2 separate regions of the Capsicum annuum genome follow, and region 1 is linked to region 2. The links are chromatin contacts, called in public Hi-C maps. All regions are on one chromosome and are shown on one strand. The core of a region is the stretch at or near the end of the contact, and the rest is flanking DNA. Distances in the headings are between cores, read along the strand shown. Region 1 holds the start of LOC107850365 (protein GIGANTEA). Region 2 has its middle 130 kb from the start of LOC107850365.

The links. Hi-C and Micro-C count contacts between places; a contact is called where the count stands out from the background.
Region 1: a Hi-C map of leaf shows a contact between it and region 2, with 3 times the contacts expected there. The contact joins the promoter of LOC107850365 here to the enhancer-like site in region 2. A contact is called at or near these places in 3 of 5 Hi-C or Micro-C datasets (leaf and placenta).

The regions. Positions count from the first base shown.
Region 1 is chr12:189,161,698-189,168,478 of UCD10Xv1.1, reverse strand. LOC107850365 (protein GIGANTEA) reads right to left here and starts at 4,138. Exons shown (of 15, transcript XM_016694845.2): 1 at 3,952-4,138; 2 at 2,697-2,789; 3 at 1,087-1,158; 4 at 927-981; 5 at 675-817; 6 at 279-547. The coding sequence starts at 2,783.
Region 2 is chr12:189,032,694-189,039,960 of UCD10Xv1.1, reverse strand. No RefSeq gene overlaps it. Among protein-coding and RNA genes, the nearest start is that of LOC107850365, 130 kb to the left of the region's middle. Within about 2 kb of position 4,645, at least 5 of the 5 cell types and tissues checked have an H3K27ac peak or open chromatin away from gene starts, as enhancers often do. A contact at or near this core is called in leaf, where this site is marked.

The DNA.
Region 1 (6,781 bases), core at 2,889-5,388, 130 kb before region 2:
AACATAGTTGAAGTGAATTGCACTTTCAAAAATTCGTCTTATTCCTAACTTAACCAAAACCAACATTGTCCAGAAACTCTTTAAAGTAATCAATGGACAGCGCGCTAAAACAAAGACAACCAGATGCAAACGCCCACTGTTCAGAAAGCCTGAAGTACAAGAAATGCGGATACAGAATATTCCTATCAACTAATGCTAATGAATTTTTGTTGCAATCCTGATGAAGTTTGAAGTGTAATGGAACATCTAACCCATAAGAAACATTGAGAGATGCTTACCAACGGAAGTAATCGCTTCTAATCCCTAGTGGTGCAGCAAGCAATATATCAGTGATCCATGGAGACAATGGTCTCAGGGGTTTTCTCTCATGTTGTATAGAAGGCACACCAGGTTCACTACAGGCAGATTCACTTGTTGAAGTGTGGCTTCCACTGGTGCTTCTATCTGCTCCGCTGTCCTGACGATCAACTTTAAAAATCGGGCGGTTGTAGTGTGTTAGGATTCGTAAAATCTCTCCACATGCAAGAGCCCATTGTTCAGAATATTCCTTCTGTGTTTAAGGGTTAATAATTAGTAGGGACACTCGGATCATATTCAAGCTGCGCTTTAAACAAATCATAGAGTAAAAAAGCATGATAAGATTAGTTAAATTAATGGTTAAAGAATCAGAATACCTCACTGCTTGAGCAAACCAATGATATAAAAGAAGCAAAAGGTGGACTACTTTTATCATACGCCAGTGTACCATCAATGATGCATGAAATAATTGGATGAACTACAGCATGCCCATGCTCCGGGTGATGAAGAACAAAAGTCGCTGGCAATTGTAACAAACAACAAAAAATAGAAACAACTCATCAAGCATCACAAGTAGGTGGGAAGTAATACTATAAATGCTAAATAATAAGTGAGAAAAATAATAATACCTAAAACATCATCAAAAAGTCGGTTCTCCTTTGATGGATACCAGTTCCGTATGAGCTGCCAATTGTAACACATGCAGTTAGTTTAGGGGGAAGAATGACAAAACTTAGTGCAGATATAGAAAAACTATAAACAGAGATAGTTACAGAGTTTACTGAATACCTCGGCTATATCTTCAGGAAATTGTTCTGATGTGAACTGGCCAAAGTACTTAACGTACGCAGTAATTTGAGCCTATAAAGAGAATATAAAAGAAGGTTTGTCATGAGTGAAAATACAAAATGTAATCTGTAGAAAATAAGCAAATAAAGCAAGAAGTCTTTCAGACATCAAAGATTCAAGATGATAATGCAGTGAGACTAATTCAACCCATCCAAGTCAAGACAAATAGCATTGGACTTATTATATTCCCACTGCATCACTTAAGCACCAGAAAAGTAACTCTTTCTCTCAGATTCCTTTTCTTCATGGGCTTTAATTATAAAAAAGTAAATGTTACCCCAAGCTCTTAGGTTATATATCGTCATTGTCTCCAACTCCAGGAAAAAGTTTCACATGCAAAACCTTCTCAATATCATCGACATATCGACATTCTTAACAGTTCAAATCTTATAACCAAATTCTGTCACCACCTTTGGAGAGAATCCCTTTAGATAAAGTTTCCACCAAGTATCCAGGCATTTACTTGGTGTTGGAACAAGAGATAACGTTTATTATAAATTCAACTAAGAAGGTCTTTCAAAATGATAAATCCAAATAGTAGCACTAAGTGCAAGTTTTTTCGGATGAGAGTTGCAGCAAAGATTATTTGTACAGTTTGAGGAGTCTATTGTAACTTTATCTATACCTCATTAGTTTGTGATTGTTAAACATTTGGGTTCTAATCACATTCAGAGTGTTATTATTTGGCTGCATGGTCCGTTAGTTGTGGTGTGGTCTATGGATAGAGTAAAACCTCAACATTCTGAGAGCCATTTGTTTAAAAAAAAAAAACATGTTTGGGGAAAATAATCTGTCCATCTTCTATAATGGAGCAAACCAATAGGCGTTTTACATGATATTCCCTCAATCTATCTTTAATTAGATTGGAGGGTCTTTTTTGTCACATGCAACAGTACGTTACAGGTTCGGCAACATTGTATTCCTCCTTTGTATACCCTTCTTCCTAATCATACGTTTTCTTCAATTATCAAAATATCCAAACAAATATGAGAGTTCAGCAACTTAGTATTAGCCGAGATGATATTTTTTCCAAATTTCCGTAGAAGAAGTGCTTATCTTTTTTACTTTGTTATCCATATTATATCCAAGTTCTTAAGGAGTGAGCATCTCTTCACAGAGTACTGATGATAGCCACACGTTCACAGGAAAGGAAAAGAAAAGTCGAAAGGTCAAGGCTTTCCTCTCATTACTTTTTCCACGGCAAAGTTAGCACCTTAGCCTGAGGAGCAAGGATTTCTTCCTCTAGGTCTGCTGCTATTGATGAGTTTACTCCCATTGACTTTTTGAGTAAGATCAGTAGGCAATAGGCTCACATCCAACTTCATAGAAGGAAAGATCAGAGTCATTTTATCTTTATTACTCCCTAGAAGGCGGAACTCTTACTTCTGCTTAGTACGTTGTTTATATGCTTCTTAATAAGCCAGAGGCCACTCTTTTTTGTTCTTTTGCTAGCGCAAAAGGTCACAATAGCTAGTTTAAAATATCCCTAACAAACCCAAAAAAAAATAAAAATATACAAAGATATTGTAGTGAAGCAGATGAGCGCACACCTTCCGCTGCTGTGCATCTTGTGGAGGAGGCCAAAATAATGAGGAGAAATGAAGACCATCAATCCACCTTTCGCTTGCAGAAGCCATATATAACTGTTTGACAATCCAAGAATTTTATTGATATGAGAAACTACTGACCATCAACACCACTACAACCTCTACCATTCAAGGATCAAAATACTGTAATTCAACACATTTGAATCCTACGTTGCTCGGACTCTTCAAAAATATCAACGTGAGTGTTGTGTCGGATTCTCCAAAAGTAGCATATTTTTGGAGAATCCAGGTGCAGCATCAAAAATGAAGAGTCCCTGCAACTTAGTTTGGATCCCAATCCGAGGATTGTCCCGTTCCCTTATCAAGAAAAATCACCTTAGAGTTCCAAGCTATAACCAGCTTATGGCGGTTGTAAATTTCACTATTTTAACAGTAATATAACAATGATAACACACCAAATTTCGCTATTTAAAAATAAGAAGACAATAGTAATATACCCCCTGATCCTACACACAAAATAAATAAATAAATAAATTCAAACTGTTAAAAATATGCACAACGAAATTAGTACCTTTTGAAAACTATAAATAAAAAGGGTTAACAAAAAATAACTTTTCTTCATTTTTTTCTCATAAACAGAAAAAACGTTTGCAGTTCATTTAGAAAATTATCACTTGCACAAATTATTCAAAAATAAATAAATAACAAAGTATTATCAAGCAAATTAGAAGTGCAACTAATTCTCCAATTATATACTTTTTTTAAAATAAAAAAAAAACTTCGAAAATAGTAAAATAAAAATGATTATCAATTTTTAAAAAAAGGGATCATCAAGTAAATTAGAAGTGCAGCCAATTCTCCGATTTTATACCTTTTTTTACTAAAAGAAACAAAAAAAACTTAGAAAAATAGTAAAATAAAACTGATTATCATTAAAAAAAAATCCAAAATTAACCTTAAAAAGAGTATTATCAAGTAAAATTAGAAGTGCAGCTAATTATCCAATTATTTACTGTTTCTTATTCCTGAAAAAAAAAAAAAGCACTTCGAAAATAGAAAAATAAAACTGATTATCAATTTTTAAAAGTTCTTAACCTTACCAAAAAAATACAGCTCAACAAACATAAGCACAAATAAACATAGGAGTATGGGCATAATTTTTTTTCTAAAATTAAAGCAAAATTAAGAAGAAAAAAATTATTACAGAAAATTTATTTGAAGAAACGGGAAAAAGATTTTTCATTTTTTAGGAAATTACCGTAGATGGGAATTCTGAAAACTGTGTGTAAATCTGGTAATAGATTTTGAGTGAGATTAATTGAAGAGTATTTATTTTTTTTAAGGAAAAAGATTTTGGAGAAGAATAATACGAGGAGGACAGAGGTTTTAAAAAGAGAAAAAGATATGGAGCAGAAACAAGATCTTTAACTCTGTGTTTGGGAATGCAAACGTGGCGATGATATTTTCCTCAGATCTTAAAGTGCCCATGTGGCGACCAAGTGGACTACGCATCAGATTTTTACCGTATGGGTCTTCATGGTTTGGTTAGAAATGATCCGAATCCATTTATATTTGGTTTGATATTTGGCTAAAGCAAATAGCATTTTAAGACTTAAATTATGAAAAATAGCAATATTTTTATAAAATTATATTGTAATAAAAATAATATTTTTTTAAATGGGGTCTCTCATTTATCGCCGGTTAAAAGTTACCGTATATAAGGTTGTCTTTTTCACGCCACTTCTTTTTCTTTTTCCTTTAATTAAAAATTACTTTATCTTTTATTATTTGAAATCTCTCAGATTTCTCTTTCAAACGTTTTCTTTTCTCATTTTTTTTCATAACTTGAAAAGGATAGCGTTCCACAATTTCAGGTAACTAATAAATTCAATTATTGCATGTTATCTATTTCATAATTTTTTATTTTTTATATTTTGCACCGTAAATCATTAACAACTTCGAGTTTGAGGTTTTTATACTCTAATGGTAGAACACACATCAAAAATACGAATAAATGAGGGATACTACCTATTAATTTGTTATCTGATAATGCGCCATCATTTAGTCTTGTATTAACTCAAGACGAAATATTTAAAGTTTTTTCTACTCCTATACAGTCGAAGAAATCAGTGAGTACGAAGGAGCTTAGATTCAAGTTTCGTAACGATCCAACGAAGATGACTGATATTTAAAAAAAATTATTGAAAAAAACTTCTTCTCCCAAAGCCATAAAATTATAAAAATATTAGAAGAAAGGGAAAGCAAAAGAAATTGCAGAGTCAAGCAATATTGTAAATGATGATGGTAAAAACTCTTCTGGTCATGAGTCGAAAGAGGTTGAGGAAGAAGAGATATTTTTATTTATTGATATGTATTTAGGGATTTCAGTAAAACTGATATCATTTTGGGTTAATATATATTTTGGTGAAGCTAATATGTATTTATTGATATGTATTTTGGTGAAGTTGATAGTTTAAATAAACATTGTGGGGTAATATGTATTCATTTGTATTTGTATGTTAAATACATATGCTAATTTACATGTGTAAAAAATATATTTATATATAATTGTTATGTATTTTCAGTATATTGAAATGTTGAAATATACATTTGGATATTCTATTTGTTTAAACATTCAGTTGGGGTTATTGATGTATTTGTATTTTTTTGAAATACAAATACATTTTCAAATATTTTTTCAATACTGTATATATAGGCTTGGCATATATACAAATTGACTGACTAAATATACATTTAAGGTACATGAAAGTATTTTGTATTTTTATATATACATATGCGCTCTCATTTATATTTTTGTTCAGTTCAATATACATTTAATGTATATGAAAACATTTGTATTTTTATACATACATATCTAATTTCATATGTATTTATCTGTAGTGATGGTTTTGTATTTTTGTTCTATTCAATATACATATGTATATTTATATGTATTTTTGTGATGTGTTGATTGTGTTTGTTGTTTTTTACAGTGTAATAAGGTATAATTTTTTGTTGTATAGGTTCCGTGTGATGAAATATTCATGGCAAAAAAACTTTCAAGATTGGCACCACGTATGTGCTGCCATAGTGATAATGATATTGAGGGAAGTTTACAGACAATATTAATCAGGGAGCAGTACAAATATTTTTGTGACAGTAAAATTTTTCGTTATTTCATTAGGAAGAAACACTGTGTAGTTCAAGCACATAAATGCAGATGTGTTATGTCCCTCGAGACAAAGGGAAGTTCTACTACTGCAATAGTTATTCGGGCTAATGACACTTCTCTATGTTTCACTCCTAGAGAATTTGCTATTATTACTAGGTTGAATTGTGTTGGTAATAAGTACGACTTCATTTTTGACGAGGAGGTACCAAATAGGATTGTTGAGCAGTATTTCAATGGTTCCAATTGTATACAAAAAAGATACTTGTTTAGAGCAGTCTCGGACAAAGTTTGGGGGAAGAACAATGATGAGGATGCAGAGAAGTTTGCAATTCTGTATTTCCTTTATTATTTTATTTTATCGAATATTGATACTATTGTTATACCACGACTCCATTTTGATTTGATGAAAAGTAGTCGATATAAGAAATTTTTGTGGGAAATTTTATCATTCGAGGATGTAGCTAAAAGTTTGAACAATAGGTTGAAAGCAGGTGGACAATTTTATTTGCTACAGGAATGCCACTTGCTATTCAAGTGCGACTTTATGAGTGTTGTTCGAATGTTTCACGAAAGGTTGCTTCCAAAGTTGACAATCGAATTTTTCGATTATTAAATTGAAAAATAAATACACCTCGACCACGCTTTGAGCATCTAATGGCCGCTATGTTTAATGGAGATGACAAGATTTGTACTGAATAAATACAATGTATTAATATGTATTCTATGAATATGTATTTTCCATATACATATATAGTCTACATATATACATTTGCTTTACAATTGTTTTACAAATACTTTAACATACATTTTGTATATTCTTAGATTGTATTTAAGAACATTAAGCCAACTGAAGGGAAATTTCAAAGTTTGAAATACCACAGCAGGATGGAGTTGTAGCTAAACCTTCAGTTGATTC
Region 2 (7,267 bases), core at 3,396-5,895:
GCCACGGGTACTAACAATTGCTGTGTAGTAAGTCCTAATCTAGCGGGTGACCCCTGAGATCAGTCCTAAACTAGCGGGTGATCCCTCAGTATATCAGTTATCTAACGGGTAACATCTCATTTCCTATGTTAGCTATGTAGTTCTGAAACTTAGGGATTTCTTCTAGGGACCCAGTCCTAACTAATGAGTGTGCTCCCATCCCTAGGCTCGCTCGGTGATGAATCCTACTCCCAACTGAAAGACACTGAACTGAGTATACTGAACTGGACTGATACTGAGATTACTGAGTTTTCCTAAATTCTGTAACTGATGGAGTTCTACTGAGTTTTGTAATAGACTGAGAGTACTACTGATTATGATATCACTGATATTATTCTGTAACTGACACTGGCTCTAGATAAATAGCTAAATTATCGGGTATTAAATACCCCAGGACTCGATAGCATGAAAAGTAAAGTAAAGCATAACTTTAAATAACATATAAATTTTCACTTGGTCATAATTAATCAATATAGACATTTCATCAAACACTTGTAATGCATTAACTTGTACATGAATAGAGAACACATGTTAACATGCTATAATGACATTGTTTCATTCTCATAGATAATTTATCAAACACATGGAAAGCATAATTGGTACATTAAATCATAAACACTTAGGGTTGACATGATTACAACAATCAACTTTCTCATTGAATGGCTTATCATGAATATCATGTAGTTCAACATATATTAGGATCAATTCTTGGAACTTGTAATCTAGATCATGGATTAAAATCAAAATAACATCATAGACACTTAATCACTTTGTAAATTCAAGGGTTTATCAAGATAATAAAATATTATTCACACTTGCTATTCAATTTCAGGAAAGACATGCACTTAAATCATGGATTGAGACCCAACTAATATCATGAACATGAATTAAATCTAATTCAAACATAGAAATCATAAATACACAATCTCTGTACTTCGAAAAAGAATTCTTGGACTTCATGGATGGAAGGGACCCGTGAATGAACATCTAACATACCTTAATTTGTGAGTTTCTTGAAGTCCTTGGAGAGATTCTTGAGATTGACCTTGATTTCTTGAACTAGGGTTTTTGCCTCTTGAGAGAGATGATTTTGTTCTTGAGTGAAAGTGAGGAAAAGTGACATAATAGGGTATTTAGGGCATAATTTCGTGTTTAAAGGTTGATCTGAGTCATGAAAAAAGTCTAAGTTGCCCTTGGGATTTAAAATCCCGTAACTGGAATGCAGATGAAAGCCTCACCGTGACACGGTGACTGGTTCATCGCTATATCCACCGCGGCGTGGTGGAATCGCGATGACTCACTGGTTTGCGATAATTATCAATTTGAGCCTTACCGCGATGCGGGGTGATTGCGATGAGCTACTGGAATTTGACAAATGCCGAAATAGCCTTCAACGCGATGCGATAGAGGGCTCATCACGATACTCACCGTGACGCGGCCTAATCGCGGTGAGCCACTATTTTTACATAAACTTATCCTAATATTTAGCTGAACTTTTCTAAATTAGGGACCCCTTATCAAGCTTTAACGGACTGAGCTAAGCTTAGAATTCTACGGGGTCTTACAGGTCCCTTCTTCTTTTGTTGTTTCTTCCTACATCAACATTTAGAATGACCATATTTGAGGCAATTTATGCATATGACTGGTTTCTAATCATACATTATTTTCTGCTCAATGAGAATACCTCTTCCATTCCTAAAATACACCTTATCTGGTAGTACTGAGTCCACTTCCATCTCAATGAGTAGCCTTATAAAATTTAAACCTATCTTCTTTTTCGTGTTCCTGTCAACCATCAAAGGTTTCCCAATAAGGCCACCTATCTTGCTCAATCCCTTTGGTCCCCAATACCTAAAATCTAGCCTTGGCAACTTCACCCAAATAGGTACTGCGTATAATTCCTCACGAGAGAAATCCATGTCCTCATGCCACGCCTTGACAATAAATGGTTTATTGTCAAAATGATAAATCCCTCCTTGAAGAACATTATTCTACCCTTCTTGAGAGTCAAATCTCACAAGGACTATACTATTTTTCAATATCAAACATTCTTAATCCCATACTTTCCCCACTGTCGTTGTATATAGCCATTCAATATTGAAAAGGAAGGATGTGCCCCTAACACATAGCAAACCACGATGTACCTCCAGTAATCAATTTCTAAAGAAATGTCCTCGCGGTCAATTTCACATATTACTGCATCACCTTGAACAGTTGGTGAGACAAATTCAAGTTTGAATCCAGCATTTGATACCTTAGATATATCAAACTTATCCCAAACAGATGTCTTTTTTTTTTTTGTTCTTCTTCTTCTTCTTCAGTTCATCCTCTATGTCCACTTCGTCTGCCCATGACTTCCTCTTCCCCCCTTAGTATCTTCCCATTCTTCTAGGATCAAACAATGACTTTGATTACCCCTTTTGGAGGTCCCTGTTTTCTTTCGCTCCGAACACATTGTGCTATTGCCACCCACTGCAATTGCTGCTTTTAACTCAATTTGCGATGGTAACACAATTTTCCTAAGGTCAATTGCAGCTTCCATACCCATACTTGGCAAGTCTTATTCATCTCGCAGATCTGATATCAGAGATTTCCCTCGTACTCCCTCTACACACCCCTGTTTCCCTAGATTTCCTTTTGCTCTCAGCTGCGACTACAGTTTCTTTGCGTTTTCCTGAGCTTCCATGGCCTTCTTCATTGGAATTCGTGCTATCCTACCAATGGATCCGTACGTTAATAACGTGCACTGAATCCCTATTTATTTATTTATTTATCATTATTATTATTACAAAAAATTGTGTTTGGACAAAAAGTATTTAGAATAAATATTTCTAATAGTATTATCAACTAATATGAAACAGAGTAGAAGATCAAAACTAGATTTGATCAGAAATTAAAATACCATTAATTCATCTAAATATCAATGGAATAATCTAGAAGTATGGAACAAGGAAACTTCCATGACGAAGACAATTCTATTACGCAACAAACTTTAAAGTAAACATCAATAAAGGTCGGTACCGATTGATTACAAAAGTAGAGATTAAAATTAATGTAGTATTAATTAAAGTATAACCTATAATATCGTGGCAACCTAATATCCATATACGTGGAGGTAATTTATTTGTTAAATTATCCTTTACCTTAGTAGTGGAATCAAATTCAAGAAAACCAATCAAAAAAATTTCGGACGGTTGGAGAATGAAACAATGGGAAAAGTGATTCAATCATATTATATTTGGTGGGGAAAATATCTGAAGTGAAGGGTTTTCAAACACCAACTATTAGTATATTTTTAGTTTATGTTAAAAGAGTCCAAAACCTAAATGATGTAAGGAAAAAAAAAAAGATTACATAAAGATAAATAATGGACAATTTTTTATATTTTCTTATGGGAAAAAGCATTGTTTCCACCTTAAACTATACCCGAAAAGTTCAAGCCACATCTAAACTATACTAGTGACCTATTACACACCTAAACTATAAAAAAGTGAAACCATTTACATCCTGTCAGGCTACCACCACTTGCATGTGGTGTAGTGTTTTACACGCGCTGCGACGTTAGCACCACGTTAGTAAAAAGTATCACTTTTTTATAGTTAAGATATGTAATAGGTTAGTAAAAAGTATCACTTTTTTATAGTTAAGATGTGTAATAGGTCACTTATATAGTTTAGGTGTGGATTCGACTTTTCAACTATAGTTTGGGGTGGAAACGATGACTTTTTCCTTAATGTTTTTAGTCGTTTACTTTTGTTATTTAATAGGCTAGATGCGCCTAAAATAAGTGTAACACACGCGCCTTAGAATGGGGATTGCGGGGAGGTAATAATATCACTTTTTTATAGTTAAGGTATGTAATAGGTCACTAGTATAATTTAGGTGTGAGTTAGACTTTTCGCATATGGTTTAAGGTGAAAATGATACTTTTTCCCTATTTTTTATTTAACATTTTGTAATATTAACTACATGATATTTGGGCGCTATGGGGACCCTTGTAATGTACAGAAGACTAACGGCTGTTATGCTACAGTGATCCATATAGCACAGGAACGACCACAGACAACAGCTTTACGATGCGAGAATGTGGGACCCACTATTAATAGAGATAAATAGCAGGTAATTTCTTATCATTTGTTTAGTTTTGATGGAAAGAGTTACATGATATTTATTGCTATTAAAAGGTGTCATATATTTCATAAAATTAATTAAAGTGGGTGTAAGTTGATCAAAACAGTACTATTTCTGCAACTTCAATCACGCACGACGTATGTCCGAAGTTGTTTCCGATGCAGGTAAGTTGCAATTTTTTTTAAGGTAAAAGGTACAAATATACCTCCAAACTTTAATAAATATTATAAATATATTCTTCGTTATATTTTGAATACAAATATATTTTTATCGTTAATGAAAAGATATAAATATACAATTATCACTAACAGCGAGACAATTTCACGTCCGTATTTGTTGGACCTTTTTTCTATTTATTTTAACCTCATTTAATTAAAACAAATCGTAATTAAATTCATACTTGGACCTAATTTACCCGACCCGATCCGTTAGAGAAGCTTCATGACACGCATCTATATCTCCAAACATAATACAGACGCGTCTCTCTCACTCTCTCAAAACACCCTAACGAAAAATCCTCATTCTTGCTTTCCACAAAGCCGAAACTCATGTCTCGAGTTGACAGTAGCCTCTCTTGAAGAGATGATCAAGGAATCACAGATAAAATATTCTCTTGCCGGAAAACAATCATTTTTCTCATCCTTAAAACCATCAAAAGATAATCTTTTTTTTTTTTTTGGTTTTATATTTTCTATCTGCATCCTGTTTCTTGCTTACTGTATTTTAGTTGGTAAAATTTTGATCTTTGAAGACAGTTTTAAGAAGTTTTAGATATAGAATAGTGTATTGTGTTTGGAGAAGAAACGATTAAATGAAAGCAACAATGAGGATTTTTTGTTAGGGTTTGAGAGAGTGAAAGAGACGCTGTTGTATTGTGTTTGGAGATACAGACGCATCTCATGAAGCTTCTGTAATAGAACGGGTCGGGTCGGATTGGCTAAATTATGTCTAAGTATGGATTTAATTAGGATTTGTTTTAATTAATTAGGGTTAAAATAAATTAAAAAGGCCCCACGAATATGGACATGACAAGTGTTCTGTCGTTAGTGATAAAGATATATTTGTATCTTTTCAGGCAATGGTATATTTGTACAAAATATGATGAAGGGTATTATTTATACTATTTATTAAAGTTTGAGAATATATTTGTACCTTTTTCATTTTTTTAACTTCGGATATAGATTGATAGCAGCGTTATAGTATTTGTAATTTTGCCAATTTAATACTTTAATTTTAGAAAAAATTATGCAATATATATAATGAGATGAATTATTTATACAAAAAATATTCACTTTTTTTCCAACTGAAAAAGTGAAAATGGCCAAGCAGTCATGTTTCTTACCCAAATTGGCCACTCGGTACGAATTACTGGCAACGGCAGCCATTTTGTCATAGCCATTTGCGCCCCCTCCCCTCCTCACCCCACCTTTTTTTTAAGATTTTAAAAAACTTTTAAATTGTTTTGTTTTTGGGCATTGCTATTAAACAAAAAATATATTGCTGTTTAAATTTTTTAGTTATTCTTTTTCAAACATTTTTTCTTTTTTAGTTATTTCACCTTTTTGTGGAAAAAATAAATATTTATATTACTTTATTATTTATATTTTTATAATCAAATAAATATCGATATCAGTACATTACATAATAGTTTATATAATATTGACACATGATTATACAACACTCATACAATGTTAATACATTACATATCTATTTATACAATATTGAAACACGTACATATACTTTTTATACAATATTGGTACACACTTGTACATCATTTACATAATGTCGATATATTATATAGCTATTTATACAATATCGATACATGTTTATACACATTTATATAATATCGATATATTGCATATACACTACATAACTATTTGTACATCATATATACATATTTATACATAATTTATACAATATCGATACATGTTTATATATTATTTATGCAATAACGATACATTGCATATACATTATATAACTATTTATGCAATATCGATACAACACATATACACTGCATATCTATTTGTACATTATATATGCATGTTTATATACCAGTTATACAATATTGATACATGAAAAAAATTATACGAAAAAAATTTGAACCAAAAAGCGAAAAAAGTTGTTTTTTTTTTTTAAAAAAAAAAAGAGAAACTCAACAAAACAAAAAACAAAAAAAATAAAGGGATTTTCTTTTAAAAAATAACTACTAAAAAAGAATAGAACATGAAAGAAAATTGTCATAAGGTCATTTTAAGTAATACAGCTCATTTTAAGTGACTAGTTTAGGTGTACGCGCAAAATCTCACTTTAATGAATTTAAATATACATTAAATATGATATTTATTTAAATTGATAAAGACGTAGTACAATAATTAAATTCAACATTTTTTGAATATGTAAAGATGGAGAATTTATTTAATTAAACCTAACTTTTATCCAAAAATTATAAAAAACGATCGACATTGTAAACTACAACAAAATAACACGATGATAGAGATATAAAAATAATATAATTAAATCTAACTTTTATACAAAAAATTTCTCAAAGCCGAAAGACATTCATCTATCACCTGTAAACTACAACAAAATAATATGATAGATAATAGAGATATCAAAAAATACATTTAAACCTAACCTTTATACAAAAAAAATTCTCAAATCAGAGTTATTAAAAAAAATACAATTAAATCTAATTCTTATCTTAAAAATTTTTTCAAAGTCAGTCGACATTTATCTACCACCTGTAAACTATAAAAAAACAATACGATAAAGAGATATCAAAATAATACAATTAAACCTAACCTGTACACAAAAAAATTTCAAAGTTGATCAACATTCATCTACGACTTGTAAACTATCATCTACGGCCTATAAATTATCACAAAACAATATACTAATAGAGATATTAAAACATTATAGTTAAACCTAACATTTACCTAAAAAACTTCTTCAAAGCCGACCGATATTCATCTTCTACCTGTAAATTAAAATAAAACAATACGATAATAAAGATACCAAAAAAATTAACCTTCTACTTTAATCCGTGACCTTCATACTCTCCTATCTAATGCATCTATAAAAAGAAAGAATCACAAAT